Regions from separate parts of the Mus musculus genome. Here all the other regions are linked to region 1. The links are chromatin contacts, called in public Hi-C maps. All regions are on one chromosome and are shown on one strand. Each heading gives the region's core, a stretch centred on a gene start, on an enhancer-like site or on the middle of the called end of the contact. The rest is flanking DNA. Distances are from core to core; before and after follow the strand shown. Region 1 has its middle 76 kb from the start of Gm34044. Region 2 has its middle 54 kb from the start of Gm46240. Region 3 has its middle 78 kb from the start of Gm46240.

Region 1 (4,502 bases), core at 364-2,863:
CCATGGGCTCTTTATTCATCAATTGATGAATTGATGAATATATATTCCGAGATACATAAAGACCACCTGCTCAAGGTGTATGATGTGACTTCTGCGCATGGTCTCAGATCCCCAGACCAATCATAAGAGGATGGTAAATTCTGTGCTGTGTGTGTTTGTGAGGGGAGTTAAGAGATTAGAGAGTAGAAAAGAAGCAATATTTACTTACCACCTCATGGAATTTATCACATGTATTATCCATAAAATAACAGACAGCACTAAAGAAATAAATGAAAGAAAATTTCTAATGCTTCCGTTACTCTCACCAACAATAATTTGAAGAAGCAAACATTTCATTAGTAATTGCTCAAGCTTTCAAAATGCAGATAGAACACACACTGGCTTCTTTTTACAAGGACATACATTAAGTCTCCCCTCCCTTTTTCCTCTAGCCTTCCACTCGTCAGCCCCTCCCTGCACTGGCACAGATTTCTGATAACAGACTTCCTGTCACCCAGGCTATCTCCTTGTGCTGGCCTTTCCACGGTACCCACACTGGAGAGACAAGTCCTGTCATTGTTCTGAAATGTAAGGCAGGAGCTTAGATGAGGAGATATCAAACAGAGAAGAAACTTCCTGTAAGGTCTATTTGGTGGTGGTGGTAGTTGTAAAGTGTGTGTGTGTGTGTGTGTGTGTGTGTGTGTGTGTGTGTGTGTATCTCTGTGTGTTTACTTCTAAGTATGGCTATGAGTTTTTTGGAAAAGAAAAGAACTCTCTATTATAAGTCACCTCTTATGCCCTTTATACATTTTATTAGTTTCTTATTTGACTGGAGAAAAAGACAAATATTTTAATTTTACCAGAGGAAATGGACTACCGGTGAATAAGCAGCAGCCTGACATCCAGCCTTCTATATTCCCAGTATACAAGAAGATGGCTATCTCAGTACATCCGTTGTTTTCAGGAAAGACACTTGAACAGGGTTAAAGACATTTTGTTTGCTTGTTTGCTTTAGGGAAAATACACATACTGATACTGGCACTGGACGAATACAGAAGGGGCTGTGCATTTAGAGTTCCTGATCGTGATGGCTTCTAGTACTGAGCTATGTTATTAGTCTCAAGCCTGTATTTCAATTAGACTGCTTCCCCCACCTCTCTGAGACTGAGTTGTAATGCTCACTATTTCCTCTAGAGGGAGAACGGAACAGCAATCCACCAGAACGGTATTTATGGAAAAACTGGGTCAATTAGAGTAACCCTGAAGATTTTTTCATGACAGAAAAACACGAGTTTGCCAGGAGTTCCATAAACCAAAACACAGAGTGGTTACTTGCAATAAGTGGCCTTCTCTGTGTAACCGAGTCACCCTTTGTAATGTATAGGAATGTGGCCTCAGTTTGCTGTCGATATTAAAGCAATAGGGAAAAAAGTTGGGGGCACACACCTCATTTCACTCACTTTACCCACTCACTTTATATAAGTTATAAAGATGTCTCCATTACATTACAGATGATAAGCTCATTAGAGATGTTTGCAAAGCTGTGCATTTGAGTCGCAGTCTTTATGAGCATCCCCTGCTCGAGCACACATGCAAGGTAGCATGAGTGAGGAAGACAATCTGCAGAATGAGCTATTCGGTACATAAAGACACTGCCTAGTACCTCACATCGGGATGACCATCCATTCCCTCCTCCCTGTACCATTTTCCAGGATAGCCAGCATTTGGCTGACATGATCCAATCCTTTTAAGTTTCAGAGACTTGATTTAAAAAAAAAAAAAAAAAGCAACCCTGTTTTAAGATTTGTGTGCCTTATCCAGAAGCTCCCATCAATGGTCGCCACCCAGCTACTACACATCCTGAAAAAATAAGTATCAAATGGAGCCAAGACCAGCAACTCCAGGAATAAAGACTCCTACGAGACAGCAATGGTGATAGGAAATTCTCCTGTTCATCAGTGTGGTGCCCAGTTCCCCACCCCCACCCTGATGATACAGTGACATCATTGGTCAGCAGCAGCACTGGCCTATTTTCTGTACTGCTTATGGTGGATTGGACTGGATGGAAATAAACATCTTATATAACAGGCAGGCTGTGCTTCCTGTCTTTCTCTCCCTACCCAAGGAGATTTTCCCAGTGTGAATTCTGCCTGTACAATTAACATTGGCCAAATTTCAGTTGAAAAAAAAATCTGTTAGGGTTTTAAGCAGATTAACAAATACAGCCCATGGATGCTGTCCCCTATTCCTTCTCCTTTATACGCATGAACGCACACACACACACACACACACACACACACACACACACACACACACGAGAGAGAGAGAGAGAGAGAGAGAGAGAGAGAGAGAGAGAGAGAGAGAGAGAGAATCTCCGAGTTTGCCTCCCACCATTGCCTCCAGGCCCCCTGCAATCAAAACAGCTTTTTATCAAGAGACAAGAAAAGCAAGCAAGTTAAATTGAAATTGGTCTTGGAACAGTTGAAAACAAAATAAAAGATTGCAGATTAGAGCTATTGTCCCATCTCGGAGATACAAAGCAGACCCCCCTCTGTGCTTATTTTCTCGGCATTGAAACAGACAAACCAAAGATTATGAAAGGGTGCATCCTGCCCTAAGTAGCCTTCAGCATCAAGAAGAGTACAACCCTAGAACCAGACATGTGCAATTGTGATTTGTAATGATTAACCAAGACTCCCTGAGCTTTGTCTCATAAATCTTGCTTTGTGTGGAACCGTTTATGAATCCTTGAACTTGAGCATTTTATTGTAGAGGCTGCTTCTGAAGAAATTACGTACAAATGAGCCTTCAGTATGATTTTGCTGATTCCAGTACAATAAGTCAGAGACAGCCGAGAGCTAAGGGGCGGGGAGGAGGAGGGGGGAAATGGTTGAACAGCTTAGTGGAGACTCATTTGAAATCAGCAAAGTGATGCTATGTTGGGAAGGAGGAGGTTAACTGACCTAGTGGACTTTGTTGGTGAAATCATTGTGCAGTCTTGATGCAGTCAGTATTTGAACATCATATGCATGCCTCGAACATGGAAAATACCAAAATAATCTGAATAACATGGAGCTTGAACTTGGCATTTGAGGATTTTTTTTTCACTGAACTACTGATTTGCAGTCCAACTTAGGAACATGCTTAGGAGCCAATTCAGGGGGTAGATGATGAATTAAAAGGGCCAGAAAGATTGCACGTGGCAGAGAACCAGAAAAATTTACTGCATGATTGTGTCTTCTAGAAGCTTCACCCATGATACACCAACAGTATGACTGCCCAAACAAGGCCTGAATGAGGACGACACCCACAGATATGGTACAGTGGAAGAGGGAAATCTCACAGGGACACATTGTGCCACTAGTCAAAACAATTACAGGCTACTAAGGAATTGTCCAAGTGGTAGAATCAGTCGTTCCCAAGGCTGGGGATAACTCCTGAAGGCTTATCCAATACTGAGCAGCCGTGCCTGAAATCACATGCATGCATGTAACACTAAATAGACCCAGCAGGTTGATTTATACATGTATGGATATGTGTAACAATTTTTAAAGAAGCCATACATTTTAGAAGGAGGGAGGGCACTAGAGGAGTTGGAAGGAAGGGGAAAGAGGAAATGACACAAATATATCTTAATTAAAAAAAAAAAAAGATAACCTACTCCTTCCTCTGTGGGGGAAAAAAGATTACAGAGTGTCCATCCTAAGCAGGAACCATTTTGAAGAGACTGAATGTGACTCTCTCTCTCTATGGTCTCTATTCATTGATGCAGAGTCGACATATTTGGTTAAGAAAGTCAGTCCTGTGCAAAGTGCATGCCACACTTTTTATCCATTTGGAGATTCATGTCTGAGTTCAAAGGTGACTCACTGTTAAACAATATGCACTAGTATAGCACATGCATCTTTCTTCACCTTACACCCATGACATCTGCATTTCTGAAGGTAATGGGTCCATGTTCATTCTGCAAATTCTGCAAATTCAGAGAGATGATGTAGCAGGAAAGGTTCATATTTAAGTGTCTCCTTCAGTTTTTCTATCCATAAGAAGCTAAATAATATGTTAGACTGCTCTCTTTTTTCATCTTTAGTATGAAGACAATAATGCCTTTTTTCTTTATTAAAATATTTTATTTATTTACATTTCAAAAGTGGCCCCCCCTTCCCAGTTTCCTTTCCCAGAATTCTTCATCCCGCCCCACCCCTGCCCACCACTGAAAGGGTGCTCCCTGACCACCCACCCCTACCAGTATTCCTCTTCCCTGGGATATCAAGTTATTACAGGATTAAGTACGTCCTCTCCCACCGAGGCCATAAATGGCAGTCCTCTGCTACACAGGAGCCTGCCCGGGGCCTCGAACCAGCCCGTGTATGCTCCATGGTTGGTGGCTTAGTCTCTGGGAGCTCGGGGGCAGGGGCAGCAGGGGGAGGGCCCAGGTTAATTGACACTGTTGTTCTTCCTATGGAGTTGCAATCCCCTTCAGCTCCTTCAGTCCTTCCTCTAACTCTTCCATATTGGTCCCT
Region 2 (4,714 bases), core at 1,048-3,547, 310 kb after region 1:
GCGCTAAGTTCTGTGGCTAGAGCAGAAACAACTGAACAGATTCCTTTGCCTCCAAAAGCTTACAAAGGCTTGTTCTGGCTTCACCACAATGGTTATGGCTCAACTTTCTCCTTCCGCAGTTGTGAAAGAGCACAGACATGCATGGCAGAGTATAGGTACCATTTAAGGTGTCAGCAGGACTACCATAAAGTAGACAGCTTACCCCGTTATATTTAGTAAACATATACTAAACTGAAATTATAGCCGGCAACAGCATCAGATGCAGTTGTATTACTCACTCACTGAATACAGAGAGGAGCAACAAGCATTTGGTAAATGTACTATTTACTTATTTATTTAAATTTGCAGTGCTGGGAATTAAACGAAGGCAGTGGTTCTCAATCTTCCTCATGTTGCGACCCTTTAATCCAGTTCCTCATCTTGTGGTGACCCCTAACCATAAAATTATTTTCCTTGATACTTCATAACTGTTATTTTACTCCTTTTATGAATCGTAATGTAAATATTTGATGTGCAGAATATCTGATGTGAACCCCTTTTGAACGGGCCGTTCAAGTACCAAATATGTCACAACCCACAGGTTGAGAGCTGCTGAACTGAAGACATTGCATACAGTATGCAAGCACTCCTCACTGTGTTGTGTCCCAATCTTTTGGTGACCTTATTTGTATCCCACTGTCAAAAGAGACAGAGGTAGAGATGATACAGGCAACAAACTATAATTATCAGTGAGAGACCATTTCTATTTGGAAAACATATGTATCAAGAAACTAAAAATTCTGCTAATAATAACAATCATTGAGCTTGGTGGCACACAATATTAAACCCAGCAGAGAGATAGAGGTATGTGGATGTCTGTAAGTTTAAGACCAGCCAGCATGGTCTACATAGTGAATTCCAGGCCAGCCAGGCTACATAGATGCTAATAACATTTGATTTTTCTTCCTGATAATAATTATCTAACAATGAGAAATATACATGGGGAAAAAAAGGGCAAAACTTTCTTCTTGTTTCTAAAAGAAGGAGAGAGAAGGAAATTTTGTATCCAGTGCACAGAGGAAAACACTAGATTGAATAATTCATAAGTGGTAAAGAATGTGAGAAGCATTCATGTGTGCAAGTATGTTTCTCAAGCCAGAAATGCCTGGCTTAACAAATCCAGGTCTTAGTCTTGTAATAGCAAAAAAAAAAAAAAAAAAAAGATGAGCAAAGAAAATCTGGCAGTAGTTGAACTTACCACTTGCAAGGAGAGTGGCCACAAAAGCCAGATGGCAACCGCTCTTGATGGGGCTGGAGGTGTGGTTCTATGGTGGAACACTTGCCTAGCATGAGCTGGACATAGGTCCAAGCCCTCCAAGCTAAAATAAAAAAGAAAGGAAGGGAAGAAGGAAGGAGGGAGGGAGGGAGGAAGGAGGGAGGGGCGAGCAGACTGAAGGAAAGAAAAAAGAAAGACAGAAAGACAGATGACAGACAGAAACAAAAAAACAAAGAAGTATGATCGATAGGTGGGTGGGTGGGCAGATGGATGGATGGACGAATGGACAGATGGATAGATAGATAGATAGATAGATAGATAGATAGATAGATAGATAGACAGACAGACAGATGGATAGATAGGCAAACAAGCATCCTAATAATTAGGGGAGTATTTGTTTACAGCATTAGTACATAGCCAAACACAGAAAAAAAGTACTTGTTATGGAAGTTTGAGAAATCAAGTCTGGACTATATTAGCTAACCTTTAATCAGTCATTCTGCTTAAACATAAATGAGAAGAGACTTGTTTTCAGGTCACCCCTGGGGGGACGTTCATATCTTCAGTTTGTCACAGTAGTCATCTACATAATTCTCTTCCCAACCATTTGTTTCCTAAGAAGGATTTTCTGATTTGTCACACATGTCCTCATTCATTGGTGCAGTGCCCTGGCAGACCAGAGATTCCAAACTTGTCCAGGAAAGGCTTTCATAATTCATCATGCATACCACTCTGCCTTGGCACCAATAGCCATGGCTCTATCCAAGTGCATGCTCTCGGGCATTCATGGTTGACTAAAAGGACCAGATTTCTGATGAACTAATGTAGGACAAAGGCAAAGAGGCTGAGCAACACGGGTCCTGTGGTTGAGGTGGAGAAGAAATAAAAAGAGGAAGAGAGAGAATATGAGAGAGGGGACCAAGGGATGAAGCCAGGAGTAAGTGGGGGATGCTCCTCTTGATGGTGTATAAGAGAAGAATGTGTGGTGATGGTGATGCTAGGTGAAGAAAGCTGCTCCCTGCAGTGAGACAAGATTCTGCCAGAAGAGTGCTGAGAGGCTTGTGAGGGAAGAAGGAAGGAGGACAGGAAGAGCGGGGAAGGAGAACCTGGTGAGAGAACAAATGTGCCAGGACCGATTTTTTTTTTTTTTTTGAAAGTGTGCTACCAGCCAGAGAACACAGGAAGTTCATGTTGAGGACCATCCTTGAAGTAGGGCATGTGCTGACCTTGGCTTTGGCAAGGCTGAGGGAGACAGAGAGGAGTATAGTGGACAGGGGACGATGCTTGGATTCAGGCTATGTCAAGGCTCTTTGCAAGGGTCAATTTGTCTCGGAACAGTTTTCCTGTTTCCACCGTGGTGGAAAGGACTTCAGCAGTGAGCCCTCCGGATTTAAAATTGAGATTTTCTCTGTTGAAGTGTTTCACCTTACAAAGATAGAGCACAGTCGTGAGAATGGAGTGTGCCCGACTATTGTTACAGTCTAAGTATTCAGTCAGCCTTCTTCTCCTGCTGAATATTCAAATTGGAAGACTATGCGGGACAAAGAGAAAAATAAATGCATTTCTGATTAGAAAATGCAAATGAGTTCCTGCATTCTGCTTAAATCCCTCCAACACACCCTTTAGTTCTGTGCTTTCATTACCATCTAACTAGGAACTTATGTATTTTGTGTGAGTCTCTTCAATTTTTCTTAAAAAAAAAAAAAAACCTTCAGCCTGAAGGTGAAAGAAATGCAAATGAAAGCTACTCGATAACAATGGGTCCATGGAACTGGCAAAAATCCCAAAACAGCAACAATGTTTCAAGTTGATCAAATGGTAACAATAGAAACCCTCCCATCTCCGTGGCCTTATAAAGAAACATCAAAGTTTAGGAGGAAAACTTGGAAATTAATTATCCCAAGTATTTTAGCTTATTGACCATATACCACTTAGATAGATGTACAAATGATAAAACACATTTGAGTAAAAATATCACTATCATAAATAGTATCAGGGCAAAGAACAGGGAATGTTTAAAATGCCCCCCATCAGGGAACTGGCTTTTTAAATTAGGGTCCATCTTTTCAACAAAAACCCCCAGAGGCCCTTAAAGAGTTCTGCTCGGTATATTAGATAGTCGTGTACTAGAACTATAACGTGTTTATTATAACACATTTTAGTCAAAGTATCAATGATAGACTAGACACCAGCGATATTTTATAAGGATCGTCCATGCAAGGACAACATTTGAAGAGGACCATAGCAAATTGTAAGCTGTGGACATCCCCCAGGCAGTGGCAGAAATGGGAGGGAGACTTTTGCTTTTTCTTTCTTACTGCATTTTTTTTTTAATCTACCTACCCAGGTTCTTCCATAATGCCAACCTATTTACTCTGACATTTTCGTTTGTATCTTTTCTAGAAATGTAGGGGTTGCAGTTTCTTGCTGGTGGGTATATCAAGTCTGTAATCTCTCCATTCTAAGCTGATGCTACCATTCTGTGTCAGGGCTTGTTCACCCCAGGTTCCAAACGTTCCGGGAGTGTACAGACCTACTCTGCACAGCTCTCATTTTGCTGCTGCCTTCTCCCTGTATCAGCAGCCACTGGCATCCACACTCCACCTCCTGGAGACTCAGGCCAGAAGCAGAATAAACAGAACTCACGTTGTCTTTTTGAACACTCTCACCATGGCAAAACTGCAAATTTGATCACAAATAACAAATTCACTAACCATGACAGTGATGACCAAAGGAGAATCCCTGCGTCTTACAAAAGTGGAGGGGGGTGATGACCATTGAGCTGAGTTGTTCTCAGTCCTCACTGGCCAAGGGAATGAACTGAAGAACTTTGCCCTGAAGTACTGCGCATGTGCAGAGATTCCAAGGCTGCCTTCCGCCATTCTGAAACCAAGTCTGTTTTTGATCCACTACCATGCCTAAAATCTTTTCTAAGTCCTTGTCAGGCAGACGAAGACCCTGGGTACCAGAGATCAAAGACTTGCCAAAGGTCTTTCATTCACGTAAAGATTAGAAGACGTTACTTAGAAGATATTTTTTTTTACTTGCTTATATAGCCTGCATGATACTGAATAACTCAGAGCCAATTATGCCTGAACTTAATTTGTTATTAAAGCAGAAACGTGATCTTAGCATCGGAAAACAGAAGGTGTTTTTCTATTTCAAGTCATATCTTTCCTAAGAGGTAACATTAACTGATAACATTTCCTGTTGTTCCAGGATGAGGGTGACAGGTCTCCTGCTGCCTCAACCGTCAGCAGACAGCCCGTAAGAACACTGTGTCTGGTACAACCTTAATTGCCTTAACTGCTTACATCATAACTCATCAGTTCAGCAAACAGAAATGGGACAACTCAGCAGAGAATTCAAAAGAACTGACTAACGATTCACATTATCTCTGCAGAGAGCTCTGTTTGAAGTCCAGCACATCATCATTTAAATCACCCCCTTATGTTTAAA
Region 3 (4,951 bases), core at 1,741-4,240, 340 kb after region 1:
AGCTGTGGAGTGTAAACTATAAACGATGGACCCAAATAACCTTTGTTCCTTATCACTAAGACAAAATACCTGGGGTACAGAAATCGATTATCTTGTGACCAATAAACAACAGAGAGAAACAAAAGCAGGAGTTTCATGATCCCATTCAAGGACATGTTTCCAGTGACCTAAGATCCTCCCATGAGGTCTAGTCCTGTGAAGCCCGTCATTTCCTAATAGTACCACTCTGGGAACCAAGCCATGAGAAAACATTTTGGCAAGTCCCTAGGAAATGGTTTCCTTCAATGTATCTCTTGTATTATTTCACCATATCTGCCTTTTGTTGACAGATCAATAACCTGTCTAAGTAGAATTGCTTGGAGATCACAGTGGACTTTTTCATACTCTGGGAGCATCAATATAGGGGATGGAAGAATATGATTCTCAGACACCAAGATTGCTCTTAACTGATGGCCCTTGGCTATCATCCTGATGGGTTACTCCTCTCAACTGAGAGACCTGCTTTCTCCAAGTCCATGTCACATTCCTGGGGCATGCTGTATCTGAATACTTCTGAGGCAAACTAGATTACATGGTAGATTATAAACGTGAGTGACTGATGAGCAAGAAACAGCTATCCTCTCTTGCAGCACTGCACCTGGGGAGGCTAATGGTACAGATGTTCTTACCATCTGAGCCATTTGCCCCAGCAGACCCCAAGTTATGAGATATACCACTGATAGGAACAGGGACACACCCGAGAAGAAAACTAGGCTTTACAAATCGAAGACAAGGCCATGTCCTCAGTGGTAGAGAATTTTACAGTTTTCTAAGAACTGCTTAAGAGTCTTATTTACACCGGTTAAAGATTAAGCAATTGACAAAGAAGCACAAAGTGACCGTGACATTCGAAGTTCTCCACCGGAACTATACTCTTGTTAACTGTACAGAGCTGGATGTTCCTAGTACCAATGCAATGGATGCCAAGCACTGAAATGTCTTAGATCAAACCCAAGCAGGAGTTGCGCCCAGTCGTTTAGGACCATAATACTAGCTGACTAAGGTGCTGCTGCTCCGATTAGAATTGGAGCTCTCCATTTTGATTAAACCTCTTCAAAAAAAAAAAAATCCCAAATCATGCCCAGAGGTGTATGTGGCGATTCCAAATCCTGTCGAGTTGACGATGAAGACTAACAACACATAGACTGATGATCAAGTTCACAGTATAAGTTGTCTCCATTGAACTTCTTCTTTTCTAGGAGGAACAATGATTTCCTTTTGACTTGCCAACACATAATCTAGTGTGACTTTTGACTTTCTGTCAATGGGATCTCCTACCTGCCCATTTACTTAAGCTTCAAAAGCTTAAAACTCTAGGCTAGACAGGATTAGTATGTGGTATTGCACCAGACCAGTGAACTCCCTTAAGGGCCTTAGACGTTTGAGAAATGCCATGGAATCCCCTGAACTTGTAACTTGAACCAATGTTAAGTGGTCTGAGGATAGGAAGAAGCCAAGGATCTGAGAAAGGGAAGCTCCAAGAATCCATATCTGATATCACCAGGGCATGGATAAGGCTGTCAACATCATTGGAAAACTTAAACATCCCAGAAGACCTAGCTAATATAGTCCGTACAGATACAGCAAAGGCGAACGCCACCCAGAGGTAATAACGACCAAGCTTGTGCATTCCAATGGCATGACTTCCGGGAAGGCTGAGGGGGTTCAGACCTGAAACAGCTCCCTGCTTATCCTCATAGGTGATTTGACTTTAAATGACTTTAGGCTCCAAAAGGAACTACAAGTTTGAATTCCCTGTTGTGATTCAAGCCAGAAAAGAACATATTACCTTTCAATGACAGGTTTAAGAGGTTTTCAAGCTCAGCAGAAACAGTGTCACTGGAGCCAAGCAGAACTCAGCCATAGACAGTGCGAATCTGTATTTCTGAACAGCTGACGTGTGGCTATTTCAAAAACCTTACACCAATAATCTTCTGTGTAGATGCCCTGACACGCTGCTCTCGGAACTTTCCAGAACTGACTCATAATTAGCCATCATGGTCTGTTCAACCAAGAAGGAGGGATAACTTTATCTCACTTTAAGAATCTGAGTTGATGTTCTTCCTTATCATGTAAATGTCTTTAATGAGTCACTTATTGATATAAACACTTTGTATGGTGTTCTTAGGATTTGCCCAAACCCATCCTTCCTCGTAACTCGTTAGAATGTAAAATTGTTGAACCACTAGAGAAAAAACAAAGTTTCATGGTTCCCTCACTAAAGTTAAACAAGGATCTTTTTTTTTTTCCCGAACCATATGACCCTCCAATTCCACTCCTAGTCACACCAAAAATCATTGGAAACAGATGTTCAAATAAAACCTAGGGCACAAACAGCCATAACAGCAACTTTCAGGGTAATAACCTGCAGGTGGAAATGACCCTAATGCACATCAACAGATGAATGGATATAAAAAAAAAATGTGGCCTGCCCACACAGTAGAATATTATTCAACTACTAAAAGGAAGGAATGCATGAAGGAGGTGCATGCCACAGACAAATCAACTGGAACTCATACCTCACATGAATGAAGCAGACACAAAAAGTTGGAGGTTGTATAGTTTAATGTATTTGAAATTTTCAAAATAGGCAGATCTATAAAGATGGCAAGATTAGGGGTTTCCAGGAACTAGGGCAAAGGAGGAGTTAAAATTGATTGCTTAGTGAATAACAAGCTTGTAAAGAAACAAACAGTTCCAGAAGCAATTGTGGGGGGGAGATACCACCACAATTTCCTGCATGTGTTTATTGCCTCTGACTTCTTACAATGGTGAAAAATGACAAGCCTTGCCTGTCACTTTATACAATGAATGGATACCTATCTTATTTCCCAAGAACCTCTCTTGGGCCCATGGAAATTTTTCTGCAGTACTAACTGAAATGGGTCAACGGTTTTCCCTCGTGGGAAGGAACCCAAGTCTCTGATTGCACCGAGCAAAACTGGTCAGCTGTTTTACAAGGAAAACAGCTGGCACTGAAGCCTGTGCTCTTTAAAGAGCTGCTAGCTGAGCCTCTTCCCCAGGGTGAATTCAAGCTGAAGAGCTGTGATTCTGAGCCAGGTTTGCGTGGGCCACACCCAGCTACTAATAAGTTGTTCCCAACTCTACAGGCCTCATCTTAATAACTAGCTCTTCTCCTACCTTGGAAGTTCCCATAATCATGTGGCCACTCAAATGAGAAGAGCAGAAACCACTGACAATTTGGAGACGAGACAGAGTCCAGAAAAGGAAGCAAAGTCATGAAAATATAAATTTAGCTTGAGGTGTTCCATGAACACAAGGCAGAGGCTTAGAATTGGGGCTTGTTCTAAATGTCCAAACGGAGAAAATAGTGGTGTCTCTGGAACAGAGCCATGTGGGTAAAGCAGTTTCTAGAGCAGAGGCCAGACTCTGGTGTCCTGGATACATGGGAATTTATGACAATATTTGAAAACTTTTGCAACTTATGAGGAGACTTTGGCCTAGCTGGAGACAACTAGTCAGATGAACTGTCTGTGACCTAAAGATGACAAAGCAAGCTGCAAGTAGAGAAAGTTGGAAGTGACAGTTTCCTCTGTCCTGGAAATGCCAGTTAGGAATACTAGCTTTTAAGGTAGAGGTCAGTCTTGAGACACCAGGAGAAAAGGGAAGGTAGGCAGGAGCCAAGCCTTGTAATAATAATAATAATAATAATAATAATAATAATAATAACAATAACAATAACAATAATAATAACTCAAAGTCTTGATGTGACAGTTTTAAGCAGGAAAAATTACATCGTATGATTTAGGTTAATGAAATACTATTCTCTGGTGGCACTGCAGAAGATGGACAGGCGGAAGGAATCTTGGAGCAAAACCAGGAACATTGCCAGGGCAATAGTGACTCTCAAATGTTGCTGGTACAGACCAATGAGGATAAGAATGTAATCTAGGCAATTCTATTCTGTTGGATAAAATGTAGGGAAGGGGAGCACATGGCGGAGTAAAGACTTACTTCTAGTTCAAGCCAAAGGTCATAGCGTCTGATATGTTCTGCTACGATAAACAAAGCCAGTGTACGCCCTGTAGAACGTCTAGTGAGGTTTGCCCAGTGGTTGCCTCTAAGGTCATATTAACCATCCAGATGTGCTAGTCCAGATGTGCTAGTCCAGATGTGCTGGTGGCATATATTCAGTTTCTTCTTCCTTTAAAATTTTCTCACTTTTATTTTATCCAACATATAAAAGCATGTGGGAACGAGTTTCCATACTGTGCATTAATCCGCGACTACATTGTGTGATGTGTGATGTTTAGATCCGTTTTAATGCATCTTCTCAAACATTGGTCATTTCTTGATGATGAGAAGCTTCAAACTTGCTTTGTGCAGTGTTTCGAAATGCTCGGCCTAGTGCAAACACAGCCACCCTCCCAGTGGGTCTTACACCCATACAACTAACCATAACATGGGTTTCCTATATCTCTGCCTATGTAAAGAGTAGGTAGCACACTAGATTGTGTGTCTTGACGGGCAGTGAGGCATAACATTTATTCTTATATGCATTGGCCCTTCTCTTCTGTGTGGTTGCATATTGTTTGTCTGTCTTGCTGCTTTGTGAAATCTGGTGACTGACACCTGGAAAACTTTGGGCATCCTTCAACATTCTTGGCACTTGCTGTCTGTACCTTGGACTACTTGTTGCCTGACCCTACCTGCCCTTGAGGCTTGGAGGTGAGGTAGCCTGGAATCAAAGACACAGACTCCAGGAGCAGGTGAAAGCTTGTCTGAACACTGTTGCAAGGTCCATAAATACCTTCCACCTGTGCCCATGGGTCCCAAGAAAGCATCTTTTCTAAACAGCAGTTCCCAATTGGCTGGCATTGTCTGCATCAGCAATCCTTGTTCTCTCATACAGTCCTCAATTAGATCCTCCTGCAGGAGATGACTTTGAAGC

Evidence for each region. A called contact is a pair of places that touch in the nucleus more often than the background predicts.
Region 2: a Hi-C map of cerebellum shows a contact between it and region 1, with 3 times the contacts expected there. The contact joins two enhancer-like sites. A contact is called at or near these places in 3 of 39 promoter capture datasets (the 3T3-L1 cell line and 3T3-L1-derived adipocytes) and 6 of 484 Hi-C or Micro-C datasets (brain, cerebellar granule neurons, cerebellum and 2 more).
Region 3: a Hi-C map of uterus shows a contact between it and region 1, with 5 times the contacts expected there. The contact joins two enhancer-like sites. A contact is called at or near these places in 3 of 484 Hi-C or Micro-C datasets (brown adipocytes and uterus).

What each region holds. Positions count from the first base shown.
Region 1 is chr10:97,157,107-97,161,608 of GRCm38.p6, reverse strand. No RefSeq gene overlaps it. Among named protein-coding and RNA genes, the nearest start is that of Gm34044, 76 kb to the left of the region's middle. Within about 2 kb of position 1,613, at least 52 of the 459 cell types and tissues checked have an H3K27ac peak or open chromatin away from gene starts, as enhancers often do. A contact at or near this core is called in cerebellar granule neurons, cerebellum, muscle stem cells and 1 more, where this site is marked.
Region 2 is chr10:96,845,259-96,849,972 of GRCm38.p6, reverse strand. No RefSeq gene overlaps it. Among named protein-coding and RNA genes, the nearest start is that of Gm46240, 54 kb to the left of the region's middle. Within about 2 kb of position 2,297, at least 15 of the 459 cell types and tissues checked have an H3K27ac peak or open chromatin away from gene starts, as enhancers often do. A contact at or near this core is called in cerebellar granule neurons, cerebellum and muscle stem cells, where this site is marked.
Region 3 is chr10:96,820,555-96,825,505 of GRCm38.p6, reverse strand. No RefSeq gene overlaps it. Among named protein-coding and RNA genes, the nearest start is that of Gm46240, 78 kb to the left of the region's middle. Within about 2 kb of position 2,990, at least 60 of the 459 cell types and tissues checked have an H3K27ac peak or open chromatin away from gene starts, as enhancers often do. A contact at or near this core is called in uterus, where this site is marked.